Regions from separate parts of the Mus musculus genome. Here region 2 is linked to region 1. A link is a contact called in public promoter capture Hi-C data. All regions are on one chromosome and are shown on one strand. The core of a region is the stretch at or near the end of the contact, and the rest is flanking DNA. Distances in the headings are between cores, read along the strand shown. Region 1 overlaps Atxn1 (ataxin 1). Region 2 has its middle 81 kb from the start of Stmnd1.

Region 1 (5,275 bases), core at 1,047-3,546:
ACTGTTAAGGTCAAATATATCGATGACCCCAGGCAGTTCACCACCCCCATCACCACCAAAGAAAGTGTTATTTTATAAATCTGTGGGTTGCTGTACGCCTCCTAATCAATAAGCAACGGACATGTTGGTTTAGGGCTGCAGCATGGGGGGAGAATTGTATACGTTATTTTCTCATAAAAGTTTTCGTCACGCTCACGGACAACTCTGGGGCCCTGTTGGGTTTAAGTTTTAGGATGTTTCACCGCAAACACTGCTGGGCAGGTCACTTGCTGGCATCATGATGTTTTCTAAGTTGCTGTTTTCCTGGGAAGCATGAGTCTTACAGAAAGTCACTCTCAGACCTAACTTCCGTTTAAATGAGAGGAGTTACTTTGGTCCAGGCCAGCTTTGTGACTGTTATGGTGGGTTTGCCTTTTACACTGTTGCAATTAAGGGCTTATATCAGACCTCAGATATAAAAGTTCTCTAAGGTCCTGAAGAGTAAAATTGGAGATACCACACGGTCAACTCTAAGGCACTTGAAGAATCTCTCTGTAAACAGAGTGAGCAGAGAAGAAGAAAATGTGAAACTCCAGTGACCTCCTCAGGCATGCTTCGAGGACTTTCTTTTCACTGCTTGAATTGCTTGAACCTTGCCCCACCCTTCTAACCCTCCGTTTCTATTTTCAGCTTGGTCCTCATGCCCTGAGAGCCTTGAGGCCGGTGCCTCAGAAGGGTGTGACAAACAGGGATCGCCAAGGAATGTGTATTTGCACGCAGACGGGTATGAGTGTGGGTGTTGTCAGGTGTGAGCAGTGATCACAGCATCTTCGGCCAAGCGGTCCAGCCTCATCAGCTCCTGCCGACAACGCCTCAGCCTGATTACTCAGGCCTGTCTCATTAGCAGCCGCTCCCTTCTGTCACACTCTTCCTAACAGTTGGCCTTTACCCACAGAGGTGTGTGTGTCTCCACCTGGCTCTCAGAGAGCTGAGAGGCTTCAAGCCTTGCACAGGAAGGGGAAGGCACTGAAAGCTGAAGGAGGAGGAGTCAGGAGACCTGAATTTTGTAGTCGATGTGGCAAGTGGCCATGTGACCTGGGTCTCAGCACACACACACACACACACACACACACACACACACACACACACGGTGACACATTTCAAGATGGACAACAAGAGAAATGGAAGTGAATGACCTCTGCAGTTGTAGCTTTTGTGTCGAGTGTCACGGAGACATTGCTCTGCCGTGGAGCAGATCAGCTCCTCCTTTTTCCTCATTAACTCCTTTAAAAACCAATGGTTTGCTACAACCTAGGTTTCCGGTGCTTTTGGCTTAATGCGCTGAGTGTAGCCTTCTGATGTAAAGATGGCTTAGCACAGCACTTCTCAACCTGTGGGTCCTGGCCCCCTTGGGGGGGGGTCAACCAACCCTTTCACGGGAGTCGCCTAAGACCATCAGAAAGCACAGATATTTACATTATGATTCATGACAGTAGCAAAATTACAGTTGTGAAGTATCAGTGAAAATAATGTTATGACTGGAGGTCACCACAACCTGAGGAACCACCTTAGTAAAGTTGAGAGCCACTGGCTTAGCAGCTAAAGGGGCTCACAACAATTCTAACGATATATATTCAGGCCCTCAGCCCCCACGTGATCGAAGGAGAGACCCAACTCCTTCAAATTGTCCTCTGATCTCCCTATACGTTGACATGGTGTGTGTATGCCCAGATATATTTGTCGACACGCAAACGTGAGTAAATCTAACAACCTTTAAGATGTCCTTATTTTTAATTGTACATATGTGTGCATACATGAGTGAGAGTACTCTCAGCGGCCAGAAGGGGGTATCAGGTTCCCCGCAGCAGGAATTACAGGCTAATAGAAGCTAGACAATGTGGGTGCTGACAGCTTAGCAAGCCCAAGCGGTCCTCCTGTCTCCGTGCCCTGCCACCGTTTTAAGGTCACATGTGTCTCATGGCCATGTTTGACTTTTTGTGTAAGTGTTGGAGAGTCACAGTCTTATCCACTGATCTCACTGCAGTGTAGGAGTAGATGCTAAATGTCTGTGATATGTGTGATATTGCTGTGGGTAGGGAAAGCATTTAAGGCCATCATATTATAGTGTAACTATTAGTGAGCCTGGGGGATTTTGGGGTACTTAAAAAGCAAAATTCCACCCCACGCCGTTCCTCCTCTTTTCCAACTGAGTGGTTTGTGGTTTCTTGTCTATGAGCAGCCTACACATGACTGTCTACAGATGGCGATCTTTTTATCTCGTATAGCCCCGTCATTTCATTGACATCTGCGTTCCCTTTTATTCCTGGCACGGAGCTGGGCCGGAAGTGCTGCATGACACGGGAAGTTAGCTAAGCACAAGGTCACGGGGAGCGTTCCCCCTCAGGCATACCACTTAGAGGAAAGAATTGATGGGTTACTTCAGATGAGGCCCAGCTTCTGCTCTGTGGTGTTTGGGAGGAGAGAAAGCTACCAGAAGCCAGTTTTGGAAGGCCACATCATACTTCCCTGCTTCTGAGGATGACAGGAATGAAGGTGTCCTAAAGCTTGGGTGTTTTTCCAGCCCTTTATCAGAATAACTGCTTAGAATACCATTTAGAGTGCACCTAGGAAGAAGCAGGCAAAACCAAACAGCACTCTGCCTGTTCAAACAGCACAGAGACAAGGGGTGTGAATTCTGGTCTAGGAGTAAGAAAACCGCACGTGCACATTCTTCTAAGAACACTCAAGTGGTTTCCTGATGTGTCTGTCAGGTCGGAGTTTTTAGGTTTGCATCTGCGATACCAATTTCTAGATCATACAAACATTCTGAAATAGGTAAGAGGGTCTGAGAGAGGACATTTTATTATCATCTGTGTGTGTGTGTGTGTGTGTGTGTGTGTGTGTGTGTGTACAGGGGGTTCCCTCCACATGTTTAGTCCTTGTTTGAAATTGCAGGTTGGCCTGTGGACCACAGGTGAGGAGGCTCTGTCCTTTTCCATGCAGGATTCTACAAGGATTTCCTGTCTTGCTCATTTGAATCTCTCCCCTCACCTCCTTCAAATCTCACTTATGGTAGCTTCATTCATTTCGGGCCGCTTCCCTTGTATGTTACCCGGAGAAGGAACCTCTTGGAGACCCGAGTATAGGCCATTCTCTCTGAGAGGAGTCTTAACTGTTGCTCTCTGAGTTGCTTGGCCAGGTCCAGCCATTGCAGGCACAGACGCTCTCCTCAGCTCCCTCCACCCCCCAGCAGTCTCACAGAAGGAAAGAGCTGTGCAAAGAAGAGTCTGTGAACTCCTGCCATATCTGTGTTGGGGGCAGGGGGGAGTGGGGATAGGAAGGGGTGGAGCCGCCTAACCGACCGTGACGATTTCTAACTGACCTTTAGAATACTATTTGTTAAAAGAAGGTTATGAATCAGGAGAAGTTCTCAGTCCAGCGTGCAGGACTGAGCCATCTCTGTTCACTGTGCTCGGGAGCTTATCTCAGAAGCGCTCCACTGGAGTTGGAGATGCCAAGGCACTCAGGTGTGCCAAGAGGGGTGCTGGGCAGAATTACTCAGAGCCGTATTTCTGGGAGCCTCTGCCTTAAACTTCCTAGCAAGGGAATAAGGTCAATCCATACTTGTGTGTGCCCCAAGAAGTGTGAAACACTGAAAGATAAAACTTGTATTAGCTGCTTTTGAGTCAGGCTACCTGAGATCTCAGAGCCAGACTTTTGTCACTAGAAGTTTGTGGGACCAGGGATCTAATGCTTTGCTGTATAGTAGATTATTGCTAAGAAGACTCTTAGATAGAAAGATCTGATTTATCTTCTTTCATCTGGGTGAATATATTACATGATTCGCTGAGAGCGGTTTGCAGAAGCACAGAACCCCTTTAGATGAGGCAGCAAACTGCATTCTTTGAAGCCTATTTTGAAGCAAGTTGGTCTTTCTTTGCAAGGTCTTTTTTATCTACTTGTGCTTATGTTCCTGAAACAATTGACCTCGCCAAAATTGAAATAGAAACAGGATGCCGTACAAGTAATGATCTTCGTTCACAGTCGTTTGAGGTTTTGTTACTGTTGTTGCTGTTGCTGTTGTTGTTTGCTTGTCTGTTGATACTGGGTCTCCCATAGCTCAGGTTGGCCTCAAGCTGTTATACAGCTAACGGTGATCTTGAACTCCTAATTCTCCCATATCTCCATGCCAAGTTCCGGAAGTCCGGGCAAGTGCCAACATGTTCAGCTTTTGAGAATTTGCCTTGGTAACTGAGGCAAAATCTTTGGAGCATACCCGTTAGGCCCTTAACCAACGTTTTCCTGTAAATTCTACTTCTTTCTCGAGCATATATACACAAGTTCCTGAGACTGTCTCCCTTCTGTTCTTGAGTGCCTGGCAGTTGAATGTATTTGCTGGTGATGCTGGCAGAATTGGCCAACAGACCCACAGCACGAGTCCCAGAGCTAGGGTATGCCACTACTTCAGTCAGGATGTCTGTCGTCTTCACCAACACTGGGACACATCCTTTTTATTGATCTTAAACCCTCTTGCTAAGATCATTTTTGGTTTCTGTTCATTTCTGATATTTTTCCCCCTTCTGGAACCTTTGTTGCTTGCACAGGAGTGATTTTTTTTTATATGCTATACATTCTTCATTCCTGGGGCTTTGTAAGCACTGTCAAACTCACTCCATAGAGCAAAGCACTGGCCACAAAGCTCCCTTCTCCATTATGACAGCCCTAGATTTCTAGTCTACTTTGCCTTTTCTTTCTTTTCCAAGGAATGGGACAGTAAGAATAGGGGCTGGGGGATGACGAGATGGCTCAGTAGGCAAGAGCACTGTCTGCTCTTCCAAAGGTACTGAGTTCAAATCCCAGCAACCATATGGTGGCTCACAACCACCTGTAATGAGATCTGATGCCCTCTTCTGGTGTGTCTGAAGACAGCTATAGTGTACTTTATGTATAAAACTAAATAAATCTTTAGGTTGTTTGTTTGTTTGTTTGTTTAAGGCCACCATTTCTTGTGCAAGCAGATTTTTCTCTTTAACCACCTCAGTGTTTCTACCTGCCTCTGGCTGTCTGTCACACTTGTACTTCTGAATAAATTTCCTCCCTGGACTCTCAGAACACTAATAAACAAAATCTATTAATGTCAGTGGGTTATTGCTTATCTGCTACTAGCACACATGATTTGGAATAGAGTCACTATCCTGGGCCTGAAGGGAGTCCCCTGTCCCCCTTTCATGCTCCTTTTGGGGGGTCAGAGCAGCCTTGGGGATCTCAGTGCTATCATTGGGGTTTGCCTTTCCTG
Region 2 (5,275 bases), core at 409-2,908, 500 kb before region 1:
ATGAGAAGGTAGATATGACGTGACCAAGAAAACCTCAGCTGCATCTGGGCAGCCATGTCTCCTGATAGTCAGCTGACTATCAGGATTAAACTTCTTGAAGCTACGGTAAGGGGTCCATTAGATCAGAACCTAAGGCACTGAGGATCTTTTGTAATTGCTCTGTATGTGTATTAGCAAAGGATCCGAATACTCCGAAGACCCTGACTTGGATACAATAACAATAGCACTTAGATTGATGTCTAGGTGCCTCCCATGGCCCTGCTGCCCATGTGGGATTTTCTAGAGAACAGCTGGAAGAAATATTCTAAAGATACGATCAATCTTAACTTAGGAAGGAAAAAGAGCCATCCAGTCGCAGGAAGAAGCTTCTCACCTCACAACCTTCATTACAAATTTTAATAAAACACTGACACGTGGACTTGGGACATAGCGCTGTCAGTAGAGTCCTTGCCTCCTAAGCATGAGGACTGGAGTTTGTGTCCCAGCAACTAAATAAAAATCCAGATGTGGTGTTATATTGTTATACTCCCAGTGCTGGGCAGGTCATGGCAGGAAAGGCTCTGGGGCTTGTAAGCCAGTCAGTCTAGGAGTCACAGCAAGGAGTCACAGGTCCAAGTGAGTGACCATCTGAAAACCCAGCATGGCGGGGGCTGAAGGCCCAGCAACTAAAGTTGACCTCTGGCCAGTGAATGAATCTTCACACACACTTAGCCTCCCCAAACTACTCATCTGCATTTGCACAAACCCACACAAATAAAGATAACCACTCATAAATATATAAAATTAAATCAATGGCACAGACCCCCCTGTGCTGCTACCCTCTCTGGGGACAGCCTCCTTTCACCTCTCCCTAGAGATGCTGTGCTTTGACAAACTTGTACTTAAATTGTGTCTGTTGATCAAATTCTTTCCCTCAAGAAGGTATGCACAGAAAGGCCCTGGTAACGCAGTGCCACGGGTCTGCACAGCTCCGTGGTATCTACGCTGGCATCTGGTACCTCAACTAATAAGGCTGGTGACATGAAGTGAGAGCTTCAGGCACACACTGGCTCTGGCCACGGCATACTTGACAACGCTTTGGCTTTGTGTACAAGTAAGGTTTCCTCACTGATTATGGTAGTCTTTGGAGACGTGAAATTTGTCGTTTTTTCTCTTCTTAGGTCCCCCGGCTGTAGTAGGAGCAGGCTCTGTGCTAGGTGACAAAAGATTTAAGCTGTAGGTCTGATGGGACTCTGCTCTCCTATCCAGTCGGCTTACTCTCTTTCCTTCCTCCTTCATCTGCACATTAATAACCCGTTTTGGTGCTTCCTCCCCCACCCACACCCACCCCTACAGCTCTTCTTTTGCAACCCTGTGTATTCTTTCAGGTACTGCTTATAGCCTACTGCTTCTGTGCAGCCTTCTCTGACAGGCACCACGCCCTCTTGTCAGCCGTCTTTAGTTCTCCTGAACTTATAAAGCCGCCTCTCCTCCACTTGAATGCCCTGATTTTTCCAAATGACAAAATAAAAACTGGTAGGTAAGGGATTGGCATGGCCCAGAACCCAGAAGCTGGGCACCTTGCATTTTACCATATAGCAACAGCTCTCAGGTAGCTGTCTCTCTGCTGTCTGGGCAAAGATGGGCATAGATGAGTAATCCAAGTGAGCTGCACAGAGTATGTGTGGGGACAAAGCTGTTCTGTGTGCTTGGTTGGCAGTGGAGTTATACAACAGAGCTCAGTGCTCAGCCTGGCAGCTGCCTTCAGTCTGTGTTCTGCTTTTAGGATGGTGGTGGGCAAGTTTCTGTCCCAGGCCAACATCTTCCTCATAGATATTACTGACTCTGGCTAAGCTTCCAAGCACAGACACACCAAGAAGAACATTTTCCTGTTAGCATATTTTCTGTGCTGGTAAAACCAAAGGGTTCAAACCCACTAGCATCTTTCTATGGCATAGCTATTCAGTTTGATTCTAAGCTAAGAGGAATTATCGTTAACTCATTTTAAAGTGCATCAGCACTCCCTGAACAAAGAGGGAACAACCTATATTCAAAGCAATGTGTATACGTTTCTGTTTCAGCCGTGCTGGTAGAAGACTGGAAAAGTGAAACCCTTTGGCCTAAATGCAGTTTAGATCTCAGACATAGCTACTGTGCCGAGATAGCTTGGCATGAGCAGCTCCTCCCTTCATTTAAAGCTGCGATAGAGGAAGAACCCACGGGGACCATGAAGCAGCATGGGCTTGCAATTTCACATCATTGTATTTATTGTTTTGTTATATGCTTGCAATATGAAGTTGGCTAGCAAAATAAATAGAAAATGGAGAAAGGGAGGGAGGGAGGGACGAAGAAAGGGAGGGAGGGACAAGAGAGCACATGGTTGATCTATTTTATAGATACTTTTTATGCACTTTATGCTAGATATGGTATCAGGCATTGGAAGTAAAGAATTCATTTCCACTCTTGAAAGGCTCATGGGGACCCAACTATTCATGACCCAAACAAGAAGTGCTGATGATATGAAGTTCAGAGTCCTGAGTGAAAATGGACCGACAATGGGCCACTTAGGCCTACAGAAAGGATTCCTTTGCGCTGAGGTTTAAAAGAACATTCTGCCCAGGGAATGGAGCAGTGTAAACAGAAGAAAGAACATGAGAAGACAGAGAGATGAGAAAGGTAGAGAATGTACCAGAACCAAGAAGTGATTACAGACAAAAGGGCTTGTTAGGAAAATAAAGGGACATATGCAGAAAGACATGAGAAAGTTCAATGACTTTAGATTTATTTTCTAAGCACAGAGACTTATTGACAATACTCAGTGGTCAAGAAGGCCGATGCTACCTAGAAAGGACATGTGTGTATCTGCCTCAGACTCATATGGTCACTTACCCACTCAGTCATTGTTACCAGCATCACGTCACTATTTTTGAAAGAGACTACCTGGGTGACATGCAGAGACCATGGATAAGTTAGGAGACTATTAAGAGCTGGCCATTTCTACCCATGGGCTCCACAAACTTAGATTTAATCAACTTTGCTTGGAGAATTTACCAGAAGAAGAAAACACTGAAGATGCACAGACATTTTATGCCCTTGTTATTATTCCCTAAGCCATAATAACTATTTACACAAGATTGCAAGGTATTGGGCATGCCTAGAATGCAGAGGTGTGTTAATGTTCATGGGAGGGGTGTGTAGTTGCTTAGGTAAATAGTATGCAGTTTTAGGGAAGGAACTTGAGAGTGTGTGGATTTTGGCATCTTCAGGAATTCGGGAAGGAATCCTTCATGGATACCAAGGGATTGACTCTAAAGAGCAGTGGGAGGCAGTGGGAAACAGAAGTTCAGCTGGCCTGAGAAAGGAAAAGAGAAACTGAATGCAGCTGGGAAGGTGATACAGGAATCACAGACGACTCTCATTCCAATGGGATGACTGTGAACTGTTAGTGGCAGGAAGATGCTACTGATAGGTAAACTGCTTGCATGCAAGAAAGGCAATCTAGGTTCGGATCCCCAGGACCTATAGAAGCAAGACATGGTGGCTCATGTGTGTAAATCCCAGTGCTTGAGACCAGATGCCTGCCCCCCTCTTTTACTTTACCTTAAGTTTACTGACATCATCCACTTGAGGACCACGACCTTGTTTCTGCTCACAAAACACCCAAGAGCCCCTCTTAGAGCCTTTGCAAATGCTGCTATTGCTCATCTGCTACGTCTTTCCGTTTGTTGTTTCTTTAGGTTGCTATGATCTCAGCTTAACAACCATCACCCCAGAGAGTTTCTCTTCTCTTCCATATGCAAAGGAACTGGTTCTCCTGGATGGTGATGCAATCCACTTCATTTTCATCACAGATATTTTATCATCAAAATTATGTTGTTTGTGATTCAAGGTGCCTTTAGAGTTCCAAATATCTTCCCATGGACTCTCCATGGGTACTGTCTACTATTGGGTCTCTGGTGTCTAAGACAACTAAGTTGGAACTAAGTTCCCACTTAAATCCGTGCTTGCTCAAGGATGTAGTATTAGGAAGGAGGGAAGGATGAGATGAAGGAGGAAAGGAAGAAGGGAGGCAGAAAGAAAGAAAAGGAAGGAGAAGGAAACAGGAGATGGAGAGGAAGTATGGAAGAACCCAGAGCTTTGGCCGCACTCAGACCACAGGAACCAGAGAAGTCTTCCAAGGGAACGGAGAACTCGCTGAGTCATGGACACCAGGAAAGTCCAAGTCCCTCTGAAAAACATTGGCAATCTGAGCTTGGGTGATCAGAGGTGAGTCTGAGGAACATCCAAGGACCCAAAATACAGAGCCTCCTACAGGACAGTAAGACACACACTCCTGGGTCTTTATGCTGGGATATGGAATCCCTGGTTCCTGCTTCAGCCACCCATTTTAAACTTAAACTAAATTATTATCATTATTATTGTATGTGTCTGAGTGAAGACATGTGTGTGCTGTGACCTTGTGTATGAATATGAAAGGAAGTATTTCTGGAGTCATTTTTCCCTCCTACCCTGTTTTGAGACAGGGCCTCTCTGGTTTCTGCTTCACTGCCTGCTCCAGGTTAGCTGACCTTGGAGTTCCTAGGACATATTTCTGTCTCCATCTCCCATCTCCCTGTAGGAGTGCTGGGGTTACACATGGGTTCACCACATCCTACTTCTTTACGTAGATTCCAGGGCCTGAAATCAGGTTGACTGGCTTGTGCGCAAGCACTTTGTCCACAGAGCCTTCTAGCTGGCCTTTCAGTGATCTTTTGAAGAATGGACAAGAAGTCCCTCAGCAATACCTTTACCCTTCTCGTTCTCCTTCTGGGTTCTTCTGCTAAATCCCTATCAACTACAAGCATGCGACTAGAAGGGGTGATTTCAGTCAAGAGGGAAAAACAAGAAGTTAAAAAAATATATTCTACCATTACGTTTGCCAGGTGCCTCCAGGGTTCTTGTCTCTGCTCAGAGAGCTCACTTAGCTCTGAGTGCTTTATGGTCATCTGCTGTTCAGCTGAACTACTGTTGTGTGCTGTTTGTGAAAGATGCTGGCAAGAAGGATGCCAGGTGGCTGTTGTTTCTCTGCATGCCTCCTGAAAAAGCAACGCCTGTCTCCCCAGGCCACTCATGAGAGCCAAGTTCTCAATAGAAGAGAGCTGAGCCTTCCTACTTGCTGCCAGGTCTTCTGCATTCAAAACACTCCTCCAAGTTTCTGTAAATGGCTTTTAGGACTTGTATGGAAAGCCTTCCCTACTTGCTTCCTTTATTCTCCTATCATCCTGTCTTTTATTCTTCAACACTGGATGGCCAACTT

The links. Promoter capture Hi-C pulls out the DNA fragments that hold promoters and counts their contacts.
Region 2: a promoter capture Hi-C map of hippocampal neurons shows a contact between it and region 1, with 2.7 times the contacts expected there. The contact joins two enhancer-like sites. A contact is called at or near these places in 1 of 39 promoter capture datasets (hippocampal neurons), 1 of 484 Hi-C or Micro-C datasets (bone marrow-derived macrophages), 3 of 115 datasets of contacts at active chromatin or transcription factors (bone marrow-derived macrophages, embryonic basal ganglia and embryonic fibroblasts) and 1 of 9 other capture datasets (embryonic stem cells).

The regions. Positions count from the first base shown.
Region 1 is chr13:45,690,747-45,696,021 of GRCm38.p6, reverse strand. The region is part of intron 6 of Atxn1 (ataxin 1); the gene reads left to right. Among named protein-coding and RNA genes, the nearest start is that of Gm34582, 170 kb to the right of the region's middle. Within about 2 kb of position 2,296, at least 84 of the 459 cell types and tissues checked have an H3K27ac peak or open chromatin away from gene starts, as enhancers often do. A contact at or near this core is called in hippocampal neurons, where this site is marked.
Region 2 is chr13:46,189,709-46,194,983 of GRCm38.p6, reverse strand. No RefSeq gene overlaps it. Among named protein-coding and RNA genes, the nearest start is that of Stmnd1, 81 kb to the left of the region's middle. Within about 2 kb of position 1,658, at least 17 of the 459 cell types and tissues checked have an H3K27ac peak or open chromatin away from gene starts, as enhancers often do. A contact at or near this core is called in hippocampal neurons, where this site is marked.